2 separate regions of the Mus musculus genome follow, and region 2 is linked to region 1. Evidence: chromatin contacts called from public HiCAR-type data. All regions are on one chromosome and are shown on one strand. Each heading gives the region's core, a stretch centred on a gene start, on an enhancer-like site or on the middle of the called end of the contact. The rest is flanking DNA. Distances are from core to core; before and after follow the strand shown. Region 1 overlaps Gm11412 (a long non-coding RNA gene). Region 2 overlaps Nfib (nuclear factor I/B).

Region 1 (7,820 bases), core at 2,874-5,373:
GGATTTTGCTTTGTTGCCCAAACTGGTCTCAAACCTCACACAACCTTCTTGTTGATGCTCCTGGATTGTAGGACTTCAGTCTTGTACAATCTCACCTGGATAAGAGGTCTGTGATGCTGAAGAGGGTTACTATTATCATTGTTTTTCTATGCTAGATTAGTATTTTGTCACAAAGTATTTGAGCACAATAACACTGGGGAAAAGAGAGATATTTTGGCTTACATTTCAGAGTGTTCAGCTTATAGTGCTTGACTCTGTTAATTCTAGGTTTGTGGTGAGGCAGAATGCCATATTAGCTGACAGGAGAAAGGGAAGATACACATGTGTTCATGTGTGAATGTGCACTCACACACTGAGGAGAGAGAGAGAGGGAGAGAGAGAGAGATTATTTAAGATTCAAGATACAAACCCCAAGGACCAACTTGCTGCCAAGGACCTACTTGCTCCAACAAGCTTCCAAAGTTTCCAGAACATTCCAAAATAGCACTATCACTTGGGAACTAATTCTTTAAAACATAGGCTATTCTGTGGGAACATTCACAGAAGTTATAACACTTTTGTTAATAGTTTATGCTTGAAAAAGATAATTAAGAAGATTTACAAGACTTTTCTAATTTTAAGAATTTATTATCTAGTTTTTAAATAAATAGTTCATTTTTAATTGTTTACCTATGCCTAGCCAAGAAATATTTGCCTGGCTTAAAACCACAAAGATTTTGTGTGATTTTTAAGAAGCTAGTGTTAGATATTACACTTTATTTTTGCATTAGTCTTTCCTATTACGGCAGGTAGGCATCAGACAGTCCAGGTGTACTGAGCCTCATCGTGCTGAGGTTAAGTTACTGGGGAGGATACCCAGGTGATATGCAAAGGGAATGAAAGATCACTGGAAAGGCCAAACAATGGCCTCTTAGCCCCCAAGACTGATATAATTATGAAAATCAATTAACGTAACAAATTACTTGATTGTAAAATATAACCTTCTTCACACCTAGGTTTAAATATGATAAAGAAAGGAAAATTATTTCCTCTATATATCTTAGTTCTATGAAATGGATTTTCAACTTGTTATAAGTGAATTGGGATATGAATAGTAATTTTAAATAACAAGAACACCTGTTTTAAAAGCATCAGTATTATTCTATGTTTTAATAAGATTTGCTACTTTGTTTTTAAAATAAAGCAGAGGTGTGACACATACTCTTCATTTTAACTATCCCTGGTCATGCAGTTGGGCAGATCATACCCTCTTAGGACCAAGCTGTTGTCTGCCTGCTGTTGCTATCAAGGTGACCACTGGATGGAAGAAGTCTCCCTTTAGCATTGTATAGATGTGTGTTCCTGATTCCCATTACAAACCTAACAGAAACCTGAAACACTCTATGTAATTTTCCTACAGGTTTGAAGGTAACACAGGTTCTAAGTAATGTTGGTTACAAAACACTGTGTTTGTGGAAGCGTCCTGCCTGTTCTCAGAATCCGTCCCTTGTTCAGGTTGTTGACAGGGACAGATACCCTTAGTGATGCTGAGAACAGTATCATCGTGTAGGGAATACCCACTGTTCTACCATGGGAATGTTGCTTTCTGTATGCCATCTTAATGTAATTCAAATGTTCAGAATGGAGAAATTGTGTGTTGTTTTCTTTCCTTTTCTTTCTTTTTCCTTTTTTATTTTTTGTTGCTTCTTTTTGAGACAGGGTTTCTCTGGGTAGCTCTGGCTCTCCTGGAGCTTACTCTGAATACCAGGCTGGCCTCAAATTCATAGATCTGAATGCCTCTGCCTCCCGAATGTGAGGATGAAGGCACCGTCATACTAAGCAAAAACTTGTTTCCTTATACTTGACCAACTGTGGGCTTAAAAATATGAACATTAACAAGACTCTTTTCTTGTTTTTAGCAATTTATAATCAAGTTGGAGTTAATAAAATGAGAATTGGTGGTTCGTGCCTTTAATACCAGGCAGAGGCAGGCCAGCCTGGTCTGCTAGGTCAGTGTTCTGCAGGAAAACCCTGACTAGAAAAAAGATGAAAGAAAGAAAGAAAGAAAGAAAGAAAGAAAGAAAGAAAGAAAGAAAGAAAGAAAGGAGGTAAGAGGAGAAAGAGGGAGAGGGAGGGAGGGAAAGAGAAAGAGGAGAGAGAGAGAGAGAGAGAGAGAGAGAGAGAGAGAGAGAGAGAGAACACAAGGAAGCCAGAAAGTGAAGCAGACTCAGGGCACTGCTGGATGGATTATACCTTGACATAATGGGAAGTTTGTGGTACATCTCCTTGCTGACTACAGTGGGCCTTGTTTTTAGAAGTCAGGTGTTGACAGTGCCTTTGTACATTAAGGTCTCCAGTCACAGGACATGAATATTCAAGCCGAAATCCCCTGCCGCCACTTCTCACCAGACTCTCATGGTTTGAGAATGCCAGGCCAGTCTGTTTTCTGCTGGCTTTCACAGCGCCCTGGTTGATTTCCTTTGGGGTGGGGGTTCCCCCTGCTTGCTCGGGCTTTGTTTTAACTGCGTTTTGCTGAGGGTGCTTTGTAACCGCTGCAGATCCAGACAAAGAAAACTTTTATGCACGTAAACAAAACAGATTACCCTGAGCCAGGATTTCTGGGCCGAACATATTCCTTAGACTATTTCTGAGCGGTTATTTATGGATGTCTGTTTATCCCCTGGAGCCTGACTTTGGTGCAGTGAAACCACTCTGTGTTTAGTGCAATGGTCTGCCACCCCAGGGGATGGCTAGATGTCAAATATTTACCCCTGTGGGAATGAACGAAAGTCAGAGATACAGAGAAAATAGGAGTTAAGTGCAGGGTCCACGGGAACTAGCAGCATTTTGAGGGAAATGAATTTTAAAGAAAACAAATGAAATAAAGAGATATCACAGCTTTAGGGGTTTTGTTTTGTTTTTTAATGGGACAGGGAGGAGAGCCCTCTCAAGTATAAAGTGACTTCAAGCAGTGGAGGATTTTCACCTCCCTGCTTTCTCAGCAACCACACCCACCATTTTCTCACCTGGCTCAGCACCAGGCCCAGAGGGAGACATTTAAAATTTTTTATTCTTTTAATTGGAAACGGATGCTGTACCTTGTCTTTCAAGCCTGCTTTGAGAGGGAGGTAGGTAGTGAGGGATGAAGTAGTGAGGGACTAAGGGAGGAAAGAAAGATGAAGAGGCAGGAGGAAGGGGAGGGAGGGAAGGAGGGAGGGAGAGGGTGAAGAGAGAGGGAGGGAGGAGACCTAGCCAAGTATTAGTTTAGCCGGAATGAAACCTTGTAAAACTTTGAAATCAAATTTGGCATTCAACTCTGTAGATACTCACACTGGAAAACTCCAGAAAGTCACAAGAACGTTGACTGTCTTGCCCAAGATTCTTCTTTTCAAGTGTTGTGGCCCCCTGCTCCCTTCCCGAGCCATTTTCTTTGGCATTGGACTTACTGTACTATCGGGTACAACGCTACATTTCTACAGGCTGTGTCAAAGCATGTCAAGTTGCAAAAGGGCTTGTAAAATAATCATGGACAAGGAAACAGAACAGCCATTAAAGCTGTAAAGGGACGACTACACTGAAGGGCAGGCTTGAAATAAAGTCCATGTGACCTACGGAACAGGGGAAGCTTCTGAAGTCTGGAAGACAAAGCACAGGCATGTCTTCATTTCTTTTTTTTCACGGGGCACCGGGATTTTTACTTTGCTGTAGGCACCCGGAGCATAGGGGAGTTTGCTGAGGCCAGGTCTGATCTGAAGCCTGTCCGCTGTTGAGACGAATGACAAGGCCATCTCTGCTTAAACACCTGAGTTCAGAGTGACAGCAAATTCCAGTGGAGCCAGGTATCCATCTGCAAGAACTCCTAGCAGCTCACTTGTACTGGGAAGCGACCCTAGGCTGCCCTGCTTTTGGTGAGGACAGCTTTGCCTTGCGGCTGGGCACACCACATTCAAAAGCAAACATTGGACAGCTTCACCTTCTTCCACTTTGGCAAGGAAAATAGAATGCACAAAGGAGCATTCCTTTAGTTGTATTTAGAAATGAAAGTCCCGGCGGATTTAGGAGCTGGTGCCTGGGAGGCCCCTGCATTGTGAGCCCTGTGCAGCAGGCCGGCCCGCTTACACAAGCAGCCTTTGTTTTAATTAGCACAGGAGCAGCCCTCCCCTCCTCCTGCAGGGCTTCCACTTTACAATTGTCTGGGAACTCCCTCAGCTGAAAATGGTTACTAAGAAAATTTCCACAGAAATCCAACCAAAAGGGCCAGGCCAACGCTGGGCTTTTAAAAGCACTTTTCCAAATTGAGTCTTGAAGGAGTGGACCGCCTGCTGGAATGGATGTCCACTGTAGGGAGAACCCCAAGGTTAACAGTGGTTTGCTTCAAAATAGTAGTCAGTTCTTCCTACCTCTTGCCTCCAAAGAAAGAAAACAACACAACCTCCTTAAAATGGTGTTATGGATCTGGTGTAAAGTGACAAAGGCCAGGGCATTTAAAATGAAAGGAGACACTATCTCCAAGCTAGTTTTCAAGGTTGCATTGAATCTGAAGGTGGTGCAGTGAGTTACAGAAAGTGACTGTCACACCTCTACACACAGCTGCCCTTCCCTAACCTCTAGCTTTTGGACAACTGGTGCCCTGAAGTAGTGGAGATGCACGTGGTATTCAAAGAGAAAATTCAGTCGAGTTAGGCAAGGGGAGCCCTGGAGGCAGTCGAAGCTCCTGGAGATGGCCTTCGTAGCTTTGGTCAAGAAATGCATGTGGTTCCTAGCAGACGTATTACCACCTGATTCATCCTTTGCTGCAATTTTCTGGGTTTTATTTGTGCCCTTTTTATTTTCAACTGGAGTACTTTCAAATTGAAATTTGCAAAATGTGCTCAATGAAAAATTTCATCAAATGTGTACATATTTTATAACTCAAGCATAAAATTTAAATATGTTTTGAGATGTGTGTGTCATAAACATACTTATGTGATATAAAGTACAATTCATTTGTTCACTTGGAAAGCTAGCACATTTTTTAAAGTAATTAAAAATATAGTTTCATTTCTTTTTTTTGGGAGTTTTTTTTAATTAGATATTTTCCTCATTTACATTTCCAATGCTATCCCAAAAGTCCCCCATACCCACCCCCACAATCCCCTACCCACCCACTCCCCCTTTTTGGCCCTGGCGTTCCCCTGTACTGGGGCATATAAAGTTGGCAATTCCAAAGGGCCTCTCTTTCCAGTGATGGCTGACTAGGCCATCTTTTGATACATATGCAGCTAGAGACAAGAGCTCCGGGGTACTGGTTAGTTCATATTGTTGTTCCACATATAGGGTTGCAGATCCCTTTAGCTCCTTGGGTACTTTCTCTAGCTCCTCTATTGGGGGCCCTGTGACCCATCCAATAGCTGACTGTGATCATCCACTTCTGTGTTTGCTAGGCCCGGCATAGTCTCACAAGAGACAACTATATCTGGGTGCTTTCAGCAAAATCTTGCTAGTGTATGCAATGGTGTCAGCGTTTGGAAGCTGATTATGGGATGGATCACTGGATATGGCAATCACTAGATGGCCCATCCTTTCGTCACAGCTCCAAATTTTGTCTCTGTAACTCCTTCCATGGGTGTTTTGTTCCCATTTCTAAGAAGGGCAAAGTGTCCACACTTTGGTCTTTGTTCTTCTTGAGTTTCATTTCTTTATTAGGTTTTGTTTTGTTTTGTTTTGTTTTGTTTTGTTTTTGTTTTTGTTTTTTGTTTTTGGATTTGATTCCTTATTGCTGTTTTAAGAATTTGCAGCTCAAATTGAACTATTAAGTGTTCTGATCTTTAGGTTAAAACCAAATACAAATACTTGGGTATTCTCATTTCATTGCCATGGCACTGAACGAAAACGTTTTAAGTAAATCATCCAATTTCTGCCAATGAATGGCAAGTTGGTGCTGGGAACCACATTTGATCAAAAGTAAAATGCAGTTTCCCAGAGCCAGGTACAGATGCATGAGAGACAAGTTGCTCCACCATAGTCCTGTCAATAAAATATAAACCCCAGGTTCAGGATGATCCCTCTGGATTTTTCAGAGACAGAAAACTTACAAACTGAGCTTATGTCTGCCCTCACACCAAGAAGAACCATTGAGCAGCAGCAGCAGCGCTCTAGGCAGGCTCTGGGCATGACATGCTTCACAGTTAGATTTGTGTGGCCTTGCTGTTCTAGGTGTCTCGTTGTACATTCATAAGGGTTGCTAGAGGGCTGAACCCAAAGATAAACCAGTGGCCAAGAGGAGAGAAACTTTTATCTCAGTCAAGGATAAAGCCTCTTGTGCCTGGCAATATTGATGGGTGCCATTCCACAAAGGGTATTCGGGATTGCTGATGTGAAATTCTCTCACCCATACCTTCAGAGGGAAGGAACTCACAGTGAAGTGTCAGAAGACACCAGTCAAGATAGGAAATTTGTAACTGAGGAGGGAGGAGTAGATTTTTAGGATCCAGTACCATTTTCTAACTGTGTGACCTAGTGGCCTGACAAACATCCTTCCTTAAAGGCCTCATTTTTTGCCGTCGATAAAGTAGAGATGATAAGCGTTAGGTCTCAGAAAGTGCATATGTCAAGAAATGGCTTGGCTCAGCTCAAACTAGATGATAGAAGAAATTCTGGTGGTTAGATAAAAGCCAGCATTCTTCAGGAACTTGTGAATTGGCTTCCGTTTCCCCTAAAAGAAGTCATTTCTCTTGCTGCTGTCAGAAGGAACTTATGACCGTCTCAATGGCTATACTAAAATACTGGCTCAGCTCACCCTTCCTCCTCCTCCTCCACCACCACCACCACTACCACCACCATGCTATTCCTCAAGCTGCTCCAGAGGACCACTGCCTTTATAAGAGCAAAGTTTTTCCTTCTGCCATGCTCTTCTCTGTTATTATTCTTGGCCCTGGTAATGTCCAATCTGCTGCTTTTTCTCTCTGTTCTGGACTCTTCTAGATCCCTCTGAATATATGTTCTCTCTCTGTGTCTGACTCTCTCTCATCTACAAACAAAACCTTTCCCCTCTTAGAACTGTAATTTCAGTAGTTTCTTTTATGTACCCCTCATTTACAGTAAAATCACTCTTATAATGAAGGACCATACAAATTATAAAGCTGGTTATGAGAGACAAGAGAAACACTTGGTAATGGTGTGACAGTGCAATGTGGTGCAGGGCAGAGTTTCCTTTATCTTATGTGCTTGATAAGGCCATATCAAGTTTAACTAGAATTTGATGTCTTTGATGGAGAAGACCATGAAAAATTAGGGCCTGAAGTCAAGAAGGCCCAGCTAACTTATCTTACCTTCTATTAAACTGCTTGGTTGTACAAACCTCTTCTGCAACTGATGAATATGGATATAATTTTTACCTTTAAAAGTTTCATGATCTGAATGTTCAGGGATTCCCTTGGATCCCCAGATACCTGAGTATAGTACCAGCCAGATGGCATAAAAACTTTCAATTGGCTATAAACTCTGATTGAATGGTCATCTCTATTGAGATCCCCGTAGTATTTTGGAGGCCCCAGTGTGATCACCATAAACTGGAACTCAACATTTAGGAAGCTTGGGACCTCCAGGAGTATGGAAGAGTATTCCAGATGAAGAAGAATCTTAGGAAATGCACACCCTGAAAATTTCCAGGGTCCAAGGAAAATTCTTTCTGATTGATCATTGCTTAGTGCACCAAAGGCACCCTACCCCAAAGAAGGCAAATTAAAAGGCATCTGCTGTGAACATCTCTAGAAGTAAGTTTGGTGTATAAGAAGCACCATCTGCTTAGGACACAAAGGGTGGGGGGATAGATCCTGTGTCTGGGATCCATGCGAGTCATT
Region 2 (7,820 bases), core at 3,016-5,515, 540 kb after region 1:
ATTAAAAGTTCAAAAGATTTTGGCAGCATCAGAAACCAAAACACAGCTTATCCTGATGGCATTTGTTATGAGATATTACATGCAAAACACACAAGAGCTAAATCAAAATTCCAGAAACAAAACGTTGGATATCTTGGAAAACATATTCCCTTTACTAAGATCAACTGTGTAGAATGACTCTCCCCAACAGGGAGGATACAGAAGCCAATTCCTTTGACTTAGGATATATGGCTTAGGATGTCAGGGAGGTTGACATCCCTGATTCATTTTACATTGTGGTCTCACCTTTGTTGAAGTAACTTATCGAATTACTTACAGAAGAGTTTCAGAGTAACGGGGAAGACACTGAACTAGAAACGATACAGCTCTATGATGATTCAATTCACAGAATTAGCACAAAGGGAGAAGACACTGTAGATCACAACCATGCTGGTGAACATAAGATTCCATCTTTGGTGTTTTATCTATGAACTCCTGAAATGGCCATCAGTATCCCCTCTCATGTGGAAAGAAAGGCCAATCTCTCTCATGTAGCCCCGGATACTAATTATTTTGTCTGTGTCTCGTGGGCATTTCACTATGCAACATTGCTTTCTGACAAAGTCACATGTCAGTCCAACCTTGGAAAGGACTTTTGGGACAGAACTTTCTTAAGGTATTTGCTTCAGGAGACAATGAATTCGCCATAATGCCACACAAACTATATCATAACCTAGATAATGTTGACATGGGGACTTGTGCACTGAGTGGATTGTCAGAGGCAACAGACCTCAAAGTCTCTAGATCTGTCTTCTTGGGAAGCAAAAAGAAGTTCCCCCGTAACACTGCAGTGAGCACTATGAGGGAAAGTGATTTGAAACTCTCAAGAAACTTGCGATGTACTTAGTAATACAGCACAAGGGTTTGGTAGATTTATACATAGTCCAACCATGCCTTTAAAACTCACTCTATGTCTACTTCTTAATCTGGATAAACCCAAGTTGTTCCACTAACAGAGTGAATAGATTCTTTATCTCTCAAAGAAAGAGAACAAAACAGCAGTGAGTGCCGAAACAACATCTGTTGGTCATTACAAAAATAAATAAATAAATTCATCCTGTGACAGTGGCTTCAAGGCCAAAAGTGATTGGTTCTTTGGCTTTTAACACAATTACCTACCAGAACCACAGGGTGTCAAGTAAACATAGATGAAGTCATTAAGTTGAGGCAGGAACCAAAGTAACACACTTCACCTATTAGTCTTAGGTCATTAAAACAGTGAGAGGTATTGGAAGAATGGCTCAATCCACGTAACTACTAATCAGTGCTCATTTCAGAATGAATTAAGCATTCCAATATTAGGTCATAGAATGTCAGCATTCTAATTATACTAATACTGTCCAGGGGAATCACACTATTGGCCATTTAGACTGATGGACTGATTTTCCTTCAAGGATTATAGGAACTCTTTTAAGAAACCTGAGCAATACTAAGTAATAGAGAACAAAGATTTGTTAGGTTTATACAAAGTCTGTTGTATAATTAAAGTAGCCATATTGTTAACAGATAGTGGTGGGAGCCTGAAGACCACAGAAAATGGTAATTTAGAAAAATTTGCTTTCAATTACTTTGCACCAGTTTCAGGTGTTACCTGTTATTCTTTTGGCCAAAGGACATTTTTGATAAATTACTAACATGCTGGTTTTAATATCTTTTCCAAAAACATGCAGGAAGGAATTTTCTCTGCTAAAGCAAAAAAAAAAAGTCTGAAAGAATTGGCTCAGGTATGTTAGTTAAGTCTAGATATACTATCTTGCATCTTAACTAGCTGCTTGCTTTCTTGTGAAAAACAACTCATTCACATCAGTGGACAGAATAAATGAGCATGCTTCAGGTTGAATCTATTAATATATTAGAACAAAGAAGACGGCATCCGATCAATAGCACTTACACAGCATGAGTGATTTGCTATACATGGTCTATGTGATTGACCTACCTTAAGGTTTTTCATCCTAACAACCAACATTCATGCTTAGTTTATGGATGAGGAAATTGAAGCCTGAAGTCTTGCCCAACTGTACACTGTATTAGGTAGCAGAAGCCCAGGTCTTAGCCACAGGATTGGAGCCCTGGAATCTGCATTCTTACCCATACTCTTTACTTCAACTCTCTGTGAAAAACATTTCAATTTCCTGTTCCTATATTTGTACTGCAGGTGAATTATAAATGATATCCAATGGCTTATGGCTGACACTTAGATGCATGAGATCTCCTGAACAAGAATAATTCCACATTAGTAACTGTAATTGATTTATCCAATGTTAGTTGCTTTCCAACTGAAAATAATATGTGCCTTTGTTTTGTGTGTGTGCAGATGTGGATGTATGACAGTAATTTGCTTTTGAGCCCCCTTTTACAAGGGGCCAGAGTGAAAGTGAATTATACTACATGCTTTATAGAGGTCCTGGATTTCTTTGATTTATTTTTCCCATTTTTAATGATCATTATCGCCATATGAATGATCCTATTTGCATGCAAGATGATTTCTAATGATTATAACTATTTGTAATAGTCTGCATCAGAAAGCCCCCTCGCTAGCTCTTACCTGCTCTGCAAAGGGCCCCAGTGGGCTCTCTGGGAAACACCAAATATCATAAACTGCAGGTGGCTCATAGAATGAATCTAACTGCAAGCAATAGCACTTCATAGTAATGAAAGAGAAGTGTATTTATTTCTTAACTAAGTAGGTAAATAGCCTTCTTTATTGTTAATCCTTGGGGAGCCACACTTTTGAAAATAACATCAAATGGGAGGCTGTCAAACCTCATTGGTTTATAGTCAATTGTTTCAGACGGCTTTGCTTCTGGGGGACGCTGGATCAAGGGTTCATTGTAGCACGCATTAGTGAAAGTATTTTCCAAATTTAAAAAAAAAAGGGGGTATCATATACCAGTGAAGTACTGCATCTGCAAAAGACGACACGCAATAGTGACTTCACATGGGGACAGCGCAGCTGTCTAGGGAACCAGATCATTGCTACCCTTTGCTTTTACTATAGAGGCTTCCTTCCACACATGATGTTAGAAGGCCCTTCAACAAGGGAACCCAGGCACTTCAAAAGTCACAAAAACTTACTTGCTTACAACAGTCAAATGTAAATAAGATTTAAAGGGCAATCCTTCCCCTCAATCAGGAAATTAAGCATATTTTTTAAAGATTTGATTTTGCTCATATTTTAGAGCTAAAAAACCTATGATAGAAAATTATGAAGTTGTTAACTACAAATCAATTACAAGACACCCGTGCATGCATACACACACACACACACACACACACACACACACACAGACACACACACTTATGAAGCTACCGGATGTTATTGCCAATTAAAATATAAAAACATACAGGCCAACTGTAGTCATTTACTCCTCCCAGACCATGCCACAGGGAAGCCCACATGTTGATTTCCAGCCTTTCTCTAGTCTGTATTCCTCTCCACCCCTGGGCTTCTTTTCAATGCTATTGTTACAAGGGTTACTGCTCCTCTTATTTGCATAAGTGATTCTTCAACTACAGACATTTCCCTACCAAAAAAAAAAAAACTCCGGTTCTCCAAAATAGTGCTTTTCACAGAAAGGCTCCCCAAAGGCATACTAAATGAAAGAGAAATGTGAGTTTGTATAAAAGCCAGGAGACTCTTTCACAAATGATTTTTCTTAAAAGCAAATACTAGTATTATTTTTACAGTTTTGCTTCTAAAGAAGAGGACTTGTTTATACCAGATTTCTGAAGAGTAAGATGTCAAGGAGTTAACAATTATATTTATGACATTGGCCCTTTCACTGTGTTCACATATGCAGAGAGCTCCCAGAACGAAGAAAATAGGAGAGGAAACTCTATTTCTACACTTTCTGATATGCAACATAAATATTATTATTCCCCATGTGGAAATTCAACAGGCTTTTGTCTTTACTGCTGTAGCATTTCCTATAAAAATACATTCATTTCTAGGCTCTATTATTTAAATATGACCTGATTCACAGTACACCTAGTTCCAGCTCCTTGATCACAACAATGAAGTGATGGTGTGTGGGCCGCAATGGAGCTGACTTCCTCAGCAGAGAGTGTGCGTGTTTACACGGTGCTTTGCATAAACCATCTTCAAACAAGGTCAGCATTTAGCACACTTCCTTTAGCTGCAAAAGGGTTAACCAGTAAGGTTTGCATTTTGAGAATGTTCTGAATCCTGCTCCTCCCTCTCTGGCTCTGCTGCCAAAAACCATCTGACAGGAAACGGAAGATTAAGTTTGTCCTACCTAGGCGAACAAAGAGTGCTCTGAACGAGCTCCCACTTCACTGCAGAGCGGGAACTTTTCTAATCCCGCTGGAATCTGCAGCGCTGCTCTGAAAGTACCATGGAGAAAGTTGTTCTCTTTCCTCTAACATCTTGTCCCTGGATCATCTCGCTTTGGCCACACTGTCCATCCAAAAGGGTTGACGGGAAAGCTCCAGACATAATCATGTGGAAAATGGACATTATTGATTCCTATGGCCCATTGTTCCCCCATGCTAAGTCCCTGAAGTTCAAGTTCAATCTGGAATTACATCATGTCTGGTTTCTCCTGGTTACCAGACGGCTTGAGACGTGACCACAGCTACAGAAAAAACAAACAGCCTTCTTCACGCTTCGGCTCCCCTATCGATTCAAACGTAAACTTTTTTTCTTTCTCTCAAGTATGCTTCAAGTATGGAGCATGGTTAATTTAGAGATTAAGTTCCAAATTAGATTATCTAATGGCATCTTAATGGATTGCTGACCCATTTCCTGTGGGATGGCAGCATGCAAGTCTGGCTGGAATACAATTAATTTCTTAGGAAGTGTTCTGAAGAGTTTGTCTAGATAAAAAGGAAACGGCCAGTTGGACAAATCTCTCTTTATAAATGGAGAAAGGTAGGCGAAAATGATGTCTCAACACTGCTTCCAATAGCCAGATCAGAGACAGAGACACTGTGTGTGTGTGTGTGTGTGTGTGTGTGTGTGTGTGTGTGTGTGTGTGTGAGCGAGTGAGTGAAAACCATTTCGGATAATCTGAATAAAATACTACCGCCTTCAGTTTTGCTCTCCCAACAGGTGCAAATGATGCTGATGAGGACAGAAAGTCACTGCTTTCACGAGACTATTCAAAGCAAAGGATGACAACAGCAGCTGCCCTGGTACCAAACCCTGCTCAGATGCAACCTTAGATTTCATAATTCTCAGCCTTGAACCAAGGACTCACCTATGCCACCTAGCTTGTCAGCATTTCTATTAGTCCTGGAGTGGTGCTAGGGCCCCAGGATGCTGTATAAAAATGTGAACACTTTAGAGCCAACAGCTGAAAAGAAGATTCAGAGATGGGAATCCAGCTTCCCCTCCTCCCCCCAGCCCCCCAAACACACACACACACACCACCACCACCATCCCAAGGAACTTCAGAAACAACCCAGCTGCCCCGGACTGCAGTTTTGTGTCAAGATAAGAAATCCTGAGCAGGAAATGCTAACCTAGGAGACATGCCAGGATAGTCTAAATAATGCTGAAGTAAACAGTAGCTTAATTCTATAGGAACAGGACTGTCCACATACATGCATCGCATGTGACACTTACCTGTCTACATAAACGTACACGTGTGAATGCAGTTTGCAACCTACTGAAAATTATCTTTAAGTTTTTGGTTTTTAGTCTTTCGATAGAGAACATACATTTTATAAAGAAAAGCAGTGTTTCACAATAACTACTGAGCATGCCATGCACACGGCTGCCCCTTTGCTTTGCCCTCCCCCTGACCAGCCAGATCCAAATAACCTTTACTGGCTGCTAAACTTCTCTTGGGAAATCAAGCAACTCTCTGGAATTGCAGTAATAAACGACAATTTCTTACAAAAACACGTGTAAAGTAATGGCAGGATGAAGCATTCAACTCAAAGAGAGGAACTGGGAACACATGGAACATGGAAAACCACTGATAAAAGTCTCTTTGGTGCCATTCAATTATGGCATCATAAGCAGGAAAAAAAAAATCCTCCCAATTATTTCAGTCAAATCTTCATTTCTTCATTATTTCAGGGGCTGAGCAAATGGTTCGTGTAAACATATCCTTCTGTAACACACTCGTGTTTATTTTAGCCATCTGAAGGCTTCTTCTGTTTATATAAGCCATCAAACACATACAACTACTCACTTGTGGCTTTGCGTTTTCTTAAAGGGGTGGAAGGGCGAGAAGGGAAGAGGAAACGGTCAATCCAGCGTCTCTTTTGCATAAATCACCCATCCAGTGTTTCAAAATAACTTATATTTTTATTATTCTCAGATTGTCCTCCAGCGTTCTTTTTGCATTCGATTACACTGTCCCTTCGTATCTGAGAGTGCCAGAGTCAGGCTAGGGTCTAAAGAGAGCAAGTAACTGTTCTGTGTTCACACCCACACAACTCACGTGTGCAAAAACAACAGAACTTGTGCATGGATGGAAGAGGAAAAGAACAGTTGCAGTGCCTTGCCATCACCTATAGTCCTCCTAGAAGGTGAATCCACCGACAGACAAGGAAGCGAGACCTTCAGCATTTTATTCTGCATCAACCCTACCAAGGAAGCATTTGCTTAGGCGGGAAATGTCACTCTCTCTAGATTTCAGTAAGCCCTTACTTAGCTTTGTGATTGTATATGCCTGCAACACACACAAAGCGGGAGGGGGAGGGAGACTGATTCACACATGCTAAGTTCGAAGCAAGAAAACCCCTGAAGATTGTAACCTAGAAGGTCAGTGGAAGCTTGACCCAAGAGTCAGCTTTGGTGCCGGAGGGGGTTTCTGAGCTGGGGTTGGATGTGGCAGGCAGATAGCTCTCTAGCTCACACAGGATGCACACAGTTCCTGTCATTTCAACCCTCCAAAGAAGCTGCATTTGATAGGGAAGCATGTCGAGGGGGCAAGTGGTCCAGGCAAGAAAGAAAGCAGAGAGGACAAACCAGGTGGCAGCACGCACAATTCCAACAAAAGAAAGCAAATCCAAATGCCTGCTTTGCTCTGGCCTTCCTATGGACAGCAGTGCTCTCAGCCTTCCTAAGGCTGTGACCCCTCTTATACAGTTCCTCATGTTATGTTGCCCCTACCCATAATATTACTTTCACTGCTACTTCATAACTGTAACTTTGCTACTGTAGTGAATTGTAATGTAAATATCTGATATACAGGATATCTGATATGCAACTCCCAAAGGGGTCACAACCCATATAGGTTGTGATCTCCAGTCTCCATGATTACCTTTATGCATAAACATTTGTGCACGTGTGTGTGTGAGTGTGTGTGTGTATAAAACAACAAAAATCAAAGAAAAAGAGGCTATCAATGAGAGTAGAGGACCATGGGGGACTGGAGAGTGGGTAGCTGGGAGAGGCTGGAGGGAAAGAAGGAAAAAGGAAAGTGATCTAGTTCTATTTTAAGTCAAAATATAATCATCAACAACAACAACCATGAGAAAAACAACGAGGAGTTACCACAACAAGCATGAACTATGGCCTGTTCTTTATCTACCATATTAAAGCTCAGTCATTCATGCCTCTGGCTGAAAAATCCGCTCTTTCCCTAATATTGTCCTACTACTAAGATGACTCTACACCTTCGGTTGTCCCAGTCTCTCTTGAAAGTGACAGTGGTACAGGCAGTTAGGATTTGTCTTCTCAGTATTCTATCTAGAAATGAAAATCCATCAAGTTTTAAAAACAACTTCAGGGCACCATTTATAAATCATGTGTAGGCCAACTTGTCCCAAACTCGAGACTCGCCTGCCTCAGCCTCCTCCATGCT

The links. HiCAR-type assays count read pairs that join an accessible place to other places.
Region 2: a contact with region 1 is called in a HiCAR-type map of astrocytes, with 1.7 times the contacts expected there. The contact joins two enhancer-like sites. A contact is called at or near these places in 2 of 115 datasets of contacts at active chromatin or transcription factors (astrocytes and stem cell-derived neural progenitor cells).

Annotation. Positions count from the first base shown.
Region 1 is chr4:81,760,353-81,768,172 of GRCm38.p6, forward strand. Gm11412 (a long non-coding RNA gene) reads left to right here. Exons shown (of 3, transcript XR_881378.1): 3 at 2-465. Among named protein-coding and RNA genes, the nearest start is that of Gm11412, 21 kb to the left of the region's middle. Within about 2 kb of position 4,124, at least 69 of the 459 cell types and tissues checked have an H3K27ac peak or open chromatin away from gene starts, as enhancers often do. A contact at or near this core is called in astrocytes and stem cell-derived neural progenitor cells, where this site is marked.
Region 2 is chr4:82,300,121-82,307,940 of GRCm38.p6, forward strand. All of the region lies in intron 11 of Nfib (nuclear factor I/B), which reads right to left. Among named protein-coding and RNA genes, the nearest start is that of Nfib, 200 kb to the right of the region's middle. Within about 2 kb of position 4,266, at least 116 of the 459 cell types and tissues checked have an H3K27ac peak or open chromatin away from gene starts, as enhancers often do. A contact at or near this core is called in astrocytes and stem cell-derived neural progenitor cells, where this site is marked.